Linked DNA regions of Mus musculus: region 1 is linked to region 2. A link is a contact called in public promoter capture Hi-C data. All regions are on one chromosome and are shown on one strand. The core of a region is the stretch at or near the end of the contact, and the rest is flanking DNA. Distances in the headings are between cores, read along the strand shown.

The links. Promoter capture Hi-C pulls out the DNA fragments that hold promoters and counts their contacts.
Region 1: a contact with region 2 is called in a promoter capture Hi-C map of pre-B cells, with 2.6 times the contacts expected there. The contact joins the promoter of Mkrn2 here to the promoter of Tmcc1 in region 2. A contact is called at or near these places in 1 of 39 promoter capture datasets (pre-B cells), 2 of 484 Hi-C or Micro-C datasets (CD4 T cells and CD8 T cells) and 1 of 9 other capture datasets (liver).

Annotation. Positions count from the first base shown.
Region 1 is chr6:115,600,109-115,604,275 of GRCm38.p6, reverse strand. It overlaps Mkrn2 (makorin, ring finger protein, 2), which reads right to left and starts at 2,338. Exons shown (of 8, transcript NM_023290.3): 1 at 2,263-2,338. The coding sequence starts at 2,288.
Region 2 is chr6:116,190,324-116,194,758 of GRCm38.p6, reverse strand. Tmcc1 (transmembrane and coiled coil domains 1) reads left to right here and starts at 1,385. Exons shown (of 6, transcript NM_177412.1): 1 at 1,385-1,501.

The sequences.
Region 1 (4,167 bases), core at 1,089-3,588, 590 kb after region 2:
CTGCCACCATGCCTTCCCCTCTGTCATGGGCTGTACCTGCAAACTGAGAGTCAAAATACAGCCTTCCTTCGTTACATGCTTCATCCAGGTATAGCACTATACAGCACTACACATTCTATGACTTGACAAGGCAGCAGAAAGAAGACCACAAACACTAGTCAACCCATCTAGCCCCAGCATTCCAACTCTTACCTGCACCACATCTTGGGTTCTCTTATTTGTGAGACAGAGCTAAAACTATCTCCGGGTACAAAGGGGGAGAATCAAAATGGCCGGGCTTAAGCATTACATGAAGGTTTTGTAGACACGTGTCTTAGGAAAGCCTTTAAGTGGTAGAACTAAAAAGCATCTAGGAGTCGGGCAGTGGTGGTGCACGCCTTTAATCCCAGCACTCGGGAGGCAGAGGCAGGCGGATTTCTGAGTTCGAGGCCAGCCTGGTCTACAGAGTGAGTTCCAGGACAGCCAGGGCTATACAGAGAAACCCTGTCTCAAAAACAAAAACAAAAAACAAAACAAAAAAACAAAACCATCTAGGTGTGGTGGCAATTAATTCTTGCATGGGAAGGAGAGGTAGGCAGATCTGAGTTCAAGGCCAGCCTGATACATATAGAGAGTTTCAGGATATACACAGAGAGACTCTGTCTCAAACAACAAAACTGTAAACAAGCAGAGTTTTAGAGGTTATTTTCTAAGTAGCTTGAGTCTGCTTTAAAGGCCACTGTGGTAGGAACACGTCCTCCTGCAGACGGAAGGGAGTAAGTACCCATTCACTCATCCTCAACAGAGACGTTCTAGTAGCGATGACCTGCAAGCACTGTTACAGGACTGCCGAAAAGTTCCCATTGCTGTGATAAATCACCAGGACCTAAAGCGACTTTGGGAGGAGAGCTTAGACTTGTAGGTATCTTCTACTTAAGTGTCTTACTCCATCACTATGGGAGGCCAGTGCAGGACTCCAGGCAGGAGCTAATGCAGAAGCAAGGAGAGTGCTGTTGACTGGCTTGACCCTCTTGGCTTGCTCAGCCTTTCTTACTGCACCCAGGACCACTAGCCCAGAGGTGGCACCACCCACAGTGAGCTGGGTCCTCCCACATCAGTTATCAACCAAGAGGTTCCCTCTTCCCAAATGATGATGTCTCATGTCAACTTTGTCAAGTTAACACAAAACTAGCATATGCATACACACAGACACACACAGACATACACAAACTGCAGTTTTCTGATTACTACTTAACATAAACCACCTGGGACCTTGGTACATGGTTCAACCCTTAATATCTTAAGTCGAACAGAACTCTTCATAAAGGTATTAGTTCTAGGAGTCTGCACTAATGAGAAATAACAAGGTCATTAAATGCTTACCACATATCCAAACTACATCTCAATTTCTTAATTTACTGAAACCAACTAAAGTCTGTATAAGCCGAGGCTCCTTTAATCCAAAAAGCTTGGGCTCAGGAGAGTCTTTAATTTTTTTTGTACTTTACAGTATTTTCATGTACATAAGGTCTTGGGGATAGTACAAGAGTCTAAACACAGAATTCATCATTTCACATATGCTTATACACATACCCTGAAAAAGTTCTCTGTGTAGCCTTTGCTGTCCTGGACTCCCTCTATAGACCAGGCTGGCTTCAACTAACTGAGATCCACCTGCCTCTGCCTCCCAGTGCTGGGATTAAAGGCGTGCGCCACCACCGCCCGCCTTCTATTTAGGTATCTTAAGAGTATTGGATTTTGGAGCCTTTTGAAATTTGGGTTTCCACAGTCGGGATTCTCACAAGCCTTACTTCCCAAGCTGCACCTCCTGAGCATGCAAACTCACAGGACTAGACCCCAATGACAGCCACAAGCTCGTCACCAAGTTAGTACGTTGCTACTCAACCCAACTATTTTTGTTTCAAAATAGTAGTCACGGAATAGTTTTCTGCTTTCCACTTCGTCTAACAAGCCGCCTTTCTGTTCCTAAATGGGTGTCGCTTTACCTCTGGTGGCCTCGGTTTCCTGCATCTCGAAATGGGACTCTTCGGAGGCTCAGTGGTGATGCTGGATAAGAAATGCGACCTGCCCGTGTTTCCCCGCAATCGCCCTCGCTCACTCTCTGCAAGTCGCGGTTGCAGCAGCTCTTGCCGCTCTAGCCTCTATGCGGCCTTCCTGCGCGTTATCCGCGCTGTCCGCCCCCCGCCACCGCCCGCCTCGGCCCCTCGCCTCCCTCCCTGGCTGCCCCGCAGCGCCCAAGGCCCAGAGGGGCCGCGCACTCACCTGCAGGTGACCTGCTTGGTGCTCATGGCGGCGGGGCCACGGGCTGGAGTCGCACTGAAACCTCAGAGCCGCCAGCGCCGTGGCCCAGCCCGGCCCCGCCCCGCCCTTCCCCGCCCCGCCCCGCCCCCCGCGGAGTCGCGTCACTCCTGCGCGCGCCACCCTCGTTCGTGCGCTACTTCTAAGGTGCCGCCCGGAAACCTAACCACCATCACAATGGGTTCCGCCAGGGCCTGGAGCCGGAAGGTCCCTACTCCTTAGTAGTCCGGATCCCAACTTTCTGAGGCTAAGGGTCTGAGCATGTCTAGTATACTGAATTTACCAATCATCTGCGAGGCCCTTACTTCTAGGGTTCGGCCCCCATCTCTCAAGGCAGTCTTTTAAGATGATGATGATGATGATTGATGATGTTAATGATGATAAAAGTAATTTTACTATTTATCTTTATTTTATGATATGAGTGTTTTTGCCTGCATGTGTGGCTGTACACCAAGTGGAATGCAGTGCTGGTGCAAGCCAGAAGAGGGAGTTAGATCACCTGAAACTGGAGTTGCAGACGATTGTGAGTTACCATGTCGGTGCTGGGAACTGAACCCTGGTCCCCAACTAAACAGCCAGTGCTCCTAACCACTGAGCCATCCTCTAGTAAGAATTTTTATTTATTTATTTATTTTTGGATAATTTCATACATGTGTACAATGTATTTGATTATATCCACACCAAATATCCTCTCCCCGTACTGATCTTTTTGTGTACATACATACATACATACATACATGCATACATACATACATACGTACATAACTCAAGGCAGGAATCTGGAGGCAGACACTGAAGCAGTATGTACATATATATAATTTGGATTTTTGCAAACTACAGTTGTGTTATCAGCTTTGAAAAAGTGTCTCCTGGTTTATTGTGTTGAGTTGGCATTGTATAGAAATGAACAGCAGGGGGCTGGAGAGATGGCTCAACGGTTAAGAGCACTGACTGCTCTTCTGAAGATCCTGAGTTCAAATCCCAGCAACCACATGGTGGCTCACAACCAGCCGAAATGAGATCATGAGATCTGGTGCCCTCTTCTGGTGTGTCTGAAAACAGCAACAGTGTACTTACATATAATAAATAAATTTAAAAAAGAAGAAGAAGAAAAAATGAACAGCATAGTACTCTGGAAACATTATGGGTATTCTTTTCATTTTATAGAGGTGGTACACTGTAAAAACAGGTAAGGACTTCTGAATGCTCAGCTCTAAATAGAACATGTGTGCCAATACCCTGACCTTGCTAGCAAGGCTCTGAGAATATCATGGAAGGGGGAGAAAGAATGTAAAAGCTGGAGGGTTGGGAGAGTGCCATGGAATGCTGTCTCCCGACATGACATAGCTTTAGACTTAGGAACACTCAGTAGCTGTGGCTACCTACAAAAGATCTGCAGAAGACTGTGCCCACGGCCAATTGTGGTAGTGCATGCCTGTGATGGTTTGTATGTGCTTGCCCAGAGAATGGCACTATTTGAAGGTGTGGCCCTGTTAGAGTAGGTGTGTTAGTGTGAGTGTGGGCATTAAGATCCTCATCCTAGCTGCCTGGAAGTGAGTCTCCCACTAGCAGCCTTAAGACAAAGATGCAGAGCCGGGCGTGGTGGCTCACGCCTTTAATCCCAGCACTCAGGAGGCAGAGGCAGGTGGATTTCTGAGTTCGAGGCTAGCCTGGTCTACAAAGTGAGTTCCAGGACAGCCAGGGCTATACAGAGAAACCCTGTCTCAAAAAAAAAAAAAAAAAAAAAGACAAAGATGTAGAACTCTCAGCTCTACCTGCACCATGCCTGCCTGGATGCTGCCATGTTCCTGCCTTGATGATAATGGACTGAACTTCTGAACCTGTAAGCCAGCCCCAATTAAATGTTGT
Region 2 (4,435 bases), core at 136-2,635:
TAAAATCAGCTTATTATTATTATTTTTTACAATGGCATACATGCTTAGCCTTCATTTTCTGATCATTTTCCTTGGTGGCTTTATTCATGCTGCCCCTTACATGTGCAAGCTCATCCTCACCACCCTCCAATCTGAGTCAACCCTGCCACCTCCTTCTCCTTCACCTTTCCTTTAATTTATCAAAATGTATATCCATTTTACTCCCAATGTTTTTCTCTATGAGCACACTGCGTCCTTGCTTTCACCATCTTGCCAGTTGCTTCCTGAATGACCTCCCTCACCCAGGCCACTTTTCACATGGCTGCATAATAATTTAAAATCAGACATAATAATCAAGTTCCTAGCCCTGCAACCACGGCTGAAGAAAAGCTCAAAGGCTTCCTGAAACTCTCAGAAGTCCCAAACCTTTTTTATCTACCTCTTTTCACGTGCAGTCTAGGTCCTGACTGCAGCACCCTGACCAGTAGCCCCTTAGCTCCCCTTCTGGCCAGGCCGTGTCCTCACCCCAGTGCACTCTTTGCAACTTAAGGATTGTTAAATTGGACTGTAGCTCCATCATCCCCAACTACATTTCGCCCATTTGGTCTCCATCAGCTTTCAAACTTCACGAGCCAATGGACTCTGTTTATTACCGTTTTCCACTCACAGATCCTCCAATACCGGAAGAAGCTTTGCCATCTTAGTGACGGACGACTGAGTTAGAGACATCCCGATAATTAAAGAGATGAGCTACTAGGGGTTTTGTCATTGACCTAAAGCCAGTCCCTAGTTGGAAGGCCCTGGGAGTCAAGGTAGAGAGAATTGTGCGACTCGGAGGAGTGGGTCCCAGAAATTAGCTTTAGCCTGTTTAGCAGGACAGCTGGCCTGAGTTACTGAGGCTCTGAGGGCACCCGAAAAGCAGAGAAAGGGGCTGAGGATACGTGGGGTCCAGAGGTGGAAGAGCCGAGAAGCTGAAGAGCCCACGGTCCGAGGGGTTGAGAGGCTAAAGAACGACAAGCCGAGGAGTCGAAGAGCCGAGATGCTGAAATGCTTCAGCGTCTGAACTGCAGGAACGGTCAGGAAAAACTCTGGCGGAGGATGCCGCACCACCTGCAGCGCCTCCGCTTACTTGACCTGCGCCCGCGTGGGGGGGTGGGCCTGAGGCGTGGCTACACCTCTGGGTCGGGTCACGCCCCCACGGCGTGCGCGGTCCCGCTCGGCACCGCCTTGCGCATGCGCTGTCGGCGGGAGGCGGAGGTTGTGGGCGGCTGTGGCGACGGGGTGCGCGTTCTCGTTCTAGCTGTCGTTCCCTCGCGCTGGTTCGCGCTCGCGCGCCGGGGCCGTGGCAGCGGCGGCGGAGGCGGCGGCGGCAGCGGCTGAGGCGGCGCGGGGGGCGGGCCGGGAGGGGGGGGTGGTCGGGGTGGGGATGGACCGGGCGCGGCGGCGGCAGCTGCAGGAGCCGGCGCTGGAGACCGAGCCGCGGCGCTGGCGGAGACGCCGGCTGTCCGTCGTCTCTCCACCGGTGAGTAGGACTGGCCCAGGCCGTGGGTGGGGACGGGCGATCTCTTTAGCGCGGCCCGTCGCGGTCGCGGGGCCTCCTCGAGGCCTGGCGCGGATCGGACCTCTGGTCGCTCTGGCGGCGCCGAAGCCCCGGGCCTCCGGCCGGACCCCGCGTCTCCGGGCCTTCTGCCTGTCATTGGGACAACCCCCGCCCCCGCCCCCGCTCGGGCACTCTCCCCCGCTCTCCTTTGGGCAGAGCTGAGCGAGGGGCGTGTGAGGACTCGCGCCCAGGCCCAAGGCCTCCTGGCTAGCCGAGGTCTGAGAGTCCTCCCTCGTCCGGCCCTGCGGTACCCATAAGTTGGCCACCGAAAGTCAGCCCTTGCCACCTGAAACCAGTCTTGCACCTTTTGTTTTGATTTTGAACTCGTGGTTTAACTTGGAGGAGGAAACCCGCTGTCCTGCGAAGAATAGGTGAGATGGGAGTCTAGGTGGTTAGGATGCCCTTTATTAACCCTTTTTGTGGAGAGCAGGGGGCCCGCAGTGAGATGCATTTCGCTACAAAACCTGAGATTTCAGCCTCAGCCAAAGTGTGGACGGTGTTGGTCCAGTGATTCAGTGTCTGTCCCACTCCATCCCTGGACAGCGTTGATGGAGGTTCCCCTACTGGATCTGCTGCTGGGGCTTCTGGAGGTAGCCCACTTGAGCTCTTGGAGAATATCTCTCTGTGCTCTGGTGTCACGTTTTACCTTAGTCTTCATAGATCATAACCAATGTCCAGGCTTAGGTTTTATTGGAAAAAAAAAAAAAACGACTACCATGCACCCCTTCTAAAATGGTTGTTGTCATAGCCTGACATAGTTGTCAAAAGATCCATGTGCACATGCGTCCCTGGAATTCCTAAATTGGCTTTTCTTTTAAGGAAAAAAGAAAAATAGAAAGAAAACAAACACAGTAAAAACCCCAAGATTGAAAAAGCAGGTAACAACTTTAGAATATAGCACAAGTTTGATTTGTTCCTCTCCCTGTCCTGTATCTTAAATTTTAGAAATTAAACTAAACCTTTGTCTTTGAGTGTATAGAATTTGCATAAAGAAATTGTCACAAAGCTTGGAGGAAAACCTTAATAGAAATGGTAAGATATAAAATCCTCCAGGACCTGGGGTCTTACCCCCCAACTTTCATTTACAGATTGAGACTGAAATTGTGAGTGGGTGGTAGTTTTATCAGTGTCTCGTAACAGAGATACTTAGAGGTGGGATTTTAGATCAACAGTACCTTGCCCTCCACCAACAGAATTGGTTGTGTTTTTTGAACTTACACACCCACTCTCTGGCTAGTAGAGAAAGATTAAAAAGCTGCTTCTGGTTTGTGGGTGGTAACCTTTTAATTTCTAAAGAATTCTCATCTGCTTACAGACTAGATAGTTGATGAGCCCCATAGGAAAATTCTAGATATTAAAAATTCATTAGCACATGATCTAGATATCTTGTCATTATGGACGCTTATTAAAGACTTGACGGGATATCAGTACCATGTACTCTGTATAGGAAATGAGATTTCTCAGAGTATTTGCATCTTAAGATAAACAGAAGCACAAACAGTGACAGTGTTATGTCACCTCTCAGTTGTTGAGTCTTTCATGAGCATAAACCTCTTGGAGTTTCAGTGTCTTGGACTAGTTGGTGAACACCAGCAATTTGAACTGTTTGGTTCATCTCTACTGGAATGATAGCCCTTTTCTATAGGAGAAAGCATAAACCCAAGAACATTTATGAACCATTCACTCATTCACCAGATATTTACTGAGCCTTTACTCTGGCCCAGAATTCTTTTTAGATTATAATAAAGGAACAGAACAAGGCTTCTGCCTCAGTGAGCTGCATTCTGGGTGTGGAGCAGAGGCATAGACAACAAATAAGCAGGCATGACCATTTCAGTGACTAGAGGACAGCAGGCAGTAAGCGCTTTGGGTTTGTTGTTTGTTTGTTTGTGAAGAAGAAAGTAAATATTTTAGCTTTGAGGCACACAGCCTCTGTTGTAGCCATGCAGTTATTGTTTCAGTATGTGCAGCAACAGACAGAAAGTAAACTGGCATGTCTATTTTCCAGTTAAACTTAGACCCTGAAGTTTGAATTTTCACATATCATGAAATGCTCGTCCTTTCCTCTTTCAACCATGTAAACATGTAAAACTAATCTTGGTTTACAAGCCACTTAGAAACCTGGGGCAAGCTGAAACTAGATTTCTATAGAAAAAGTTTGCAGGTCCCTAATGAGGATTATGATAAAAACAAACAAACAACAAACAAAACAAAGAAAACACTAGTGTGACAAGTAACTAGGGGCTAGGTGGAGGGTTGCTGAGAGAAGCCTTGCTAGGGAGAACTTGAATTATGGCCTGAAAGATGGAAGAGCTTTTCTGACAGGTGGAAGTGTGAAGAAATGACCATGTTCCTTGCATCGAAGTCCCCATACACCATGCTCTTCTTGCTTTTGTGCCTGTATGTATGTATGTATGTATGTACTCCATGTATAGCATGGCATGTGTGTGGAGGTCAGAGGAGGCTTAGCAGTAAGCACCTTTATTCACTAAGCCATTTCACTGGCCCAACCTTTGGGTCTTTTCATCCTGTTATATTCCACTAGTTTATTGCTGTTCCCCATCAATTGTAAAAAATCTTGTTAAAGAATTTTTTTTGTTTTTGTGTTTTTGAGACAGGGTTTCTCTGTATAGCTCTGGCTGTCCTGGAACTCACTCTGTAGACCAGGCTGGCATCGAACTCAGAAATCTGCCTGCCTCTGCCTCCCGAGTGCTGGGACTAAAGGCATGCACCACCACACCCGGCTGAGATTTTTTTTTTTTTTTGAGTCAGGGTTTCTCTCTGTAGCCCTTGCTATTCTAGAGCTATGTAGACCAAGCTGGCCTTGAAGAGCTCAGAGCTTCTGTCTGTTCACCA